Regions from separate parts of the Zea mays genome. Here region 1 is linked to region 2. The links are chromatin contacts, called in public Hi-C maps. All regions are on one chromosome and are shown on one strand. Each heading gives the region's core, a stretch centred on a gene start, on an enhancer-like site or on the middle of the called end of the contact. The rest is flanking DNA. Distances are from core to core; before and after follow the strand shown. Region 1 holds the start of LOC103626912 (probable lactoylglutathione lyase, chloroplastic). Region 2 holds the start of LOC103626911 (F-box protein At3g58530-like).

Region 1 (3,001 bases), core at 425-2,924, 180 kb after region 2:
TGGTCCCCGACAGGTAATATACTCATGGAAAGCATCGGACTCAACAAAACATAAAGGCATATCCTCTCTAGCTATCAATCGACACATTTCAGTTCATGCAACCAAAGCAGAATACTCCCAACATTGCATAGACCCATCAGGATTAAATTGAAGGACTGACTGAACTATGTCTGCTCGGTCATGTTCAATTTTAGCTTTACAATGTTCTTGGTGCCTAAGTAAGTGTCCAGTACCAGATGAAGATCTAGCAGACAAGGTACATTTGCAGTGTTTGCAAATAGCAGAGATCCTTACCTTCTTACCTTTGTCGTCGATCCCAGTTACTTCCTCGAAGTCATCCCAAACCCTAGATGTCGCTAGCCTCTTCATAGGCCGGTTGTCACGGGCAGTGCTATCACCAGTGGCAGTGGGGCTCGAGGAGGCAGTCATGGGCGCCGCGTCAACATCTATGGCCACATTTGCATTGCTGTCAGTGCCAGTGCTAGTTCCAAACAAGGCCAACTCATCTAGACGCTCGTTGTGATCCTCAAGCTCATGCTCTGCCGCCTCGGCGTCCGGATCAAGATCCATGGAGATGGAGGGATACTTGACCGTCTCCTCAACGACGTCACTGGTTCCTCAACGACCTTCAAATCATAGAAATAAAATACAAAATATCAAAATAAAGAGCACAAAGGTAGTAGATCTAGGAAAATAGAACTTCACCTGAGTGGCCGAAGCACCGGAGTCGTCGACGAGGGGCAACCAGAGGGGCAGAGCTGATGTTGCTTGAGGTTGGGGAGGATTGGACGAGTATAGGCGGAGCAGATTCGAACAAAGAAGCAAGACGGAGAGCCGGAGAGGCATGCACAGTCGCACAGATGCGGGGAGGCACAAACCCTAAACCCTAAACGAAGAAGCGAGACAGAGAGGGCAAGAGGAAACAAGAGATCTAAGAACAAATCGCAAGAGCAAGAGCACCGGAAAGTCGCCGGCGACCAACACTCACCAGTTTAGGTTTAGGGTTAGGAGAAGCCGAGAAGTAGTCGAACTTACAGACAGGGGCTATGTCGGCTCATCGGAGCAAGAGGACAACGACGATCGATGGCCGACGAGCGCAATGCATAGATCCACGGAGCCACCGGAGCGTCCACGAAGGAGATCCAGAGAGGGCATGTGTGACAGAGAGGGCGAGGGCCGACCGAGAGAGGAGAGGTGAGTCCGTGAGTGAAATGTGGAAGGAAGGCTCGGCGGTGGGTAACGGGGACGGGGGAGAGATATTTTGACGTTTGGTCAGGCCTCGAATGGGCCTATTCCTTAAACGGGTCGTGCTCGGGCTCAGCACGGCGTGCCCCGACTCAGACCCAAGCACGGCCCGGGTGTCGTGCCGAGCTGGCCCGAGCCCGTCAAGTACCGTGCCGTGCTGAGTGCGGATCGAATCTAACTCGTGCCGAGTGCGGATCGGACTTAACTCGTGCCGTACTTCAGGCTACCCGTTAGGCCCGACCGTTTGGACATGTACAGTATAAAGTATAAACCCTGTGGTGTCAACAGAACCTATTCGGAGCGGCGGGTGCAGGGCTGCATGCGGTCATTCCTGTGAGATCCAACTTTACAGCTCTGCGCGGGTCCCATTGTCCCATATATTGACAGGTGTCTTGACTAGTTCAACAACTCTTCTTCCAACGGCCTGTGGCGGCGACAGTTGTCCAAACCAAATACATTGAGGATAGCACGAGAAAGGGGCGCCAAGCAAACCGGGTCGGCCAGCAGACACTGCCATGAGGACTCTACTACCGGTGGCCGCCGGCCGCGGGACCGTCGCCTGCGCGGCCACGCCCGTCCCCCGGAGGTCGCTGCTCCTCTCCACCGCTGCCGCAGGTGAGCACCACTCGTCCCTCGACTGTGGCAGTAGCAGTAGCACCGCAGCTATAGCTGATGACCTGCTGTGTGTGTGTGTGTGTTTTTTTTAATTCATTGCAAGCAGGTGCGGCGCTGCAGCCGGAGCAGGTGGCTGGAACGAGGCCGTTGAGGCTGACCAGGAGCGAGGCCAGCGCCGTGGCAAAGCCCAGGACCTCGGCCGACGAGGCCATCTCCTGGGCGAAGAAAGACAACCGCCGCCTCCTCCACGTCGTCTACCGGGTCGGCGACCTCGACAAGACGATCAAGTACTCGCCTCTGAATTCTGAACTGGAACAGCTCGTCGGCCCGGCCCTGCTGGTCTGATGATCCAATAACGCAGTGCAGGTTCTACACCGAGTGCCTGGGGATGAAGCTGCTCAGGAAGAGGGACATTCCAGAGGAGAAGTACAGCAACGCGTTCCTCGGGTACGGGCCCGAGGAATCGCATTTCGTCGTCGAGCTCACTTACAGTCAGTGCGCTCAGTCAGTCGGCATCCCTCACCCCCCCCCCCCCCCCCCCCCCCCCCCCCCTTCTGGCCCCTGTACTGTGTAGTCTGCAGTTTCCAGGTTCCTGATCTTGCTGAATCCATTCACAGATTACGGGGTTGACAAATATGACATAGGCGAAGGGTTCGGCCATTTCGGCATCGCAGTCGAGGACGTAAGATGGCGAACCTAAGACTGCTCCATCGATGAGTTAGAATAGAGAACGTACCATGCTTGGGATCATCTGGATGATTCGTGAAACAGGTGGCCAAGACAGTAGAGCTCATAAGAGCAAAGGCTGGAAAGGTCATCAGGGAGGCCGGTCCTGTCAAGGGCGGCGAGACCGTCATCGCCTTCGTGGAGGACCCCGACGGCTACAAGTTTGAGATCATCGAGAGGCCTGGAACTCCGGAGCCCTTGTGCCAGGTGATGCTCCGCGTCGGCGACCTTGACCGTGCCATAAGCTTCTATGAGAAGGTAAGTAGGTGTAGGCTTTGTTGTCATATATAAGCTCCATATCCTTTGTTGTCCAAAAAAAAATCATCACTACATATATATACACACTACTCTTGATCTATCCCAAATAATAAAGCGCAGGCCTGCGGCATGGAACTGCTCCGGAAGCGAGATAGCC
Region 2 (2,838 bases), core at 28-2,527:
CTTGTGTAGCTAGTTGTCTGAGGCAGATCTCTAGCTGCTCAGGGACACTCTGTATGGCTTGCTTCTGTTTTCTGTCTCTAAACCTGAATATTTCTGAATTTCCGTTTTCTGTTACGGGCCGTTTGGATTTATTCATTTTGAAGGAATTAAAATTTACTTAATAAAGTAATCGCTTAGAATTTGACTTTCCACCACTTTTCAAAGCTAAGATATAAACTTATCTTAAATTAATGGGGTAAAATATGGGAAATGATTTTATGCATCAACGAAATATGTTTCTACTCTATAACTTATAAAACGCTCTTATGCTCACTCCTATACAGTAGAAATGTAGCACGTAAACATCTCCCTTATATTGCTAATATATTTCACATAAAAGTAAACCATATTATTTTAATTGAACTTTGCCTAAATTACTATTACGGGGCGTTTGGATTTATTCATTTTAGAGGAATTGGAATTTACTTAATAAAGTAACCTTTTTAGCTTGAAATTTAATATCCCACCACTTTCTAAAGTTCAGATATAAGCCTATCTCAAATTCATGGGTGGAAGATGCGAAATGATTTTATGTCTCAGTAGAATTTGTTTCTACTCTACAACTTATAGGACACTCTTTGACTTACTCCTTTATTGACTCACTCCTTTATAGTAAAAATATAGCACATAAATATATCCGACATCTTGCTAATAATAGTATATAAATATATTTAGTATAAAACCAAATTAGCTTAATTGATATGTGCCTAAATTATTATTATTAGAATGGAATTCGATTCTAAAGATCCAAACGGGATGTTATTAGAATGGAATTCAATTCCAAGGATCCAAATGAGCCGTTAATGGAATAGAGGTTGGCCTCGTGTTAAAAAAAATAATCTTCGGCCAAAGCTAAGGTGAGTGAGGGCTTAAACATCGACAGCAACGATTCCAATTAAACCAGCTAAAACTGGTAACAGAAGCAGAACCGGAAGTTAGGGATTGTCAAGCGATGCGCACCTCCCAGAGCCTGGAGTTAGCAACGAGGGCACGGTAGCACCAGGGACTGACAGCAAGCAGCGCGCATGCGTCCCGCTGCGGAAGGCGCCGACACACCAGTTCCATCACCCGTGGCACCGTCTTCCGGCACCATGCCTCGTCCGCCGCCGGCGCCGCCATCACCGAGTCGGGAGGGGAACCTCGCTCGCTGTGGGAAATTTTGTTTCGCCGCGGACAAGGATGTGGATGTCCCACCAAAGCCTGTTTAGGCCCAAATCCAACCTAGTGCCATGCCTACACATTAGGCCCTGTTCGAGTATTGGTAGCCACGTATTTTTACAGTTCTATTGCAAAACCATAGAATAGTATTTATGAGAGCACCTAAAGGGGTGAATACCTATAAAAATTAAAACTAAATAACACAAACTTGGTTTATGAAATGTTAGTGAAATCAAAATCAATGTGCTATGTCTAAAGAGAAAGATGTGACTTCTTTACTTAATTGCTCTTCACAAAGTGAGTATTAAATTTAGAGAAATTATCAAGTGAATAGAAGTAGAGAGAATCACACAAGAATAATAACAGGTGACACAGCGATTTTTATCATGTGGTTCGGCCAAGTAGGACACTTGCCTACTTTCACGTTGTGGCGTCCCAATGGACGAGGGTTGCACTCGATCCGTTTCAAGCGATCCAATGATCCACTTGAATACCACGGTTTTCTTCCTTAGTAGATGTTTCCCTTTTGTGAGGAATCTCCACAAGTTGGAGCCTCTCACCGTTCCAATATTGACATAATAAAAACCACAAGAGTAGCTCCGGTACGACGGATGCGTAGCTCCGGTACGACGGGTGCGTAGCTCCGGCGAGCTCCACGGGCTCCGGCGACGGTGTGGCGAACTCCAGCGACGGCGGCGGTGGCTCAAACAGCGAGGAGAGTGAGAGAGAGTAGGGGCGAGTGTTGGAACTTGCTCTCCTGGGCAAGTTGATCCAACGGGGGAGTGGAACGAGCGCAAGCAAAGTTTAATGCGGGATGGCAAAAGCTATGTTGGTCTGGCCTCTCACGGGCACTATACGGGGGTATTTATAGGTACTCGAGCGGCCACCCGTCAATTGTCAAAGACGTTTATGCCCTCGAGTACCCTGTCTGTCCCTAGAATATTCCCACAGGAGGAGGTTACATACTGTCATTACAGGAAAGGCTATTATAGACGCGGCCCATAATACACTTATCCACGCGGGGCCCGTTACAGTGGGCCAAATCCCACCTGGGCCTCCCCGCACGGTGAGGGCGTGGGACTAGTAGACTTCGATAGAGCCTTTGTCTTGCCTTGTAGAGGACGAAAGGGGACCGCGTCGATCTTCCTCCGATCGACGCCTCCAGCTTGCTCGGGCGCGCTCTGTGGATGTGGTCTTCGTCACGAAGGCATGGAGCGAAGGGTAGCGTGTTCGCCTACGCCCCAACATTTGCCCTCCGAGGAGCCAGTTCGACGAAGTCATCTGGTGCCGAAGATGTCGCTAGATGGTGGAGACGCTGCCCTCGCTCGAAGTGGTCCCGCGGGTTTTTTTTGAAATGTGACAGTTGATGGATGTGTTACTGTTGGACTAAGGGCTTCCCGAAGCGTCGCGTCCTGTCTATAAAAGGGGGCGGCGCGGTCGAGACTATCTTTTACCCGTTGCATGCATCGTAGAAATCCTAACTTTCTCAACCCGCTCGTCTGCCCTCCTGCTTCAGAAATCTGGCCCGTGTCAAGCAGACCGCACGCCGCCGCCGACGATATGTAGCAATGTCTTCTTCCTCATCTGCTTCGAGTGCGTCGTCGATCGGTCCGTCGTCCGAGGATACCCTAAGTGATTTGG

Evidence for each region. Hi-C and Micro-C count contacts between places; a contact is called where the count stands out from the background.
Region 1: a contact with region 2 is called in a Hi-C map of leaf, with 6 times the contacts expected there. The contact joins the promoter of LOC103626912 here to the promoter of LOC103626911 in region 2. A contact is called at or near these places in 3 of 25 Hi-C or Micro-C datasets (ear and leaf).

Annotation. Positions count from the first base shown.
Region 1 is chr5:135,292,859-135,295,859 of Zm-B73-REFERENCE-NAM-5.0, forward strand. It overlaps LOC103626912 (probable lactoylglutathione lyase, chloroplastic), which reads left to right and starts at 1,675. Exons shown (of 9, transcript XM_008647263.3): 1 at 1,675-1,860; 2 at 1,967-2,147; 3 at 2,227-2,351; 4 at 2,478-2,542; 5 at 2,632-2,844; 6 at 2,965-3,001. The coding sequence starts at 1,761.
Region 2 is chr5:135,110,772-135,113,609 of Zm-B73-REFERENCE-NAM-5.0, forward strand. It overlaps LOC103626911 (F-box protein At3g58530-like), which reads right to left and starts at 1,278. Exons shown (of 12, transcript NM_001301565.1): 1 at 1,000-1,278. The coding sequence starts at 1,158.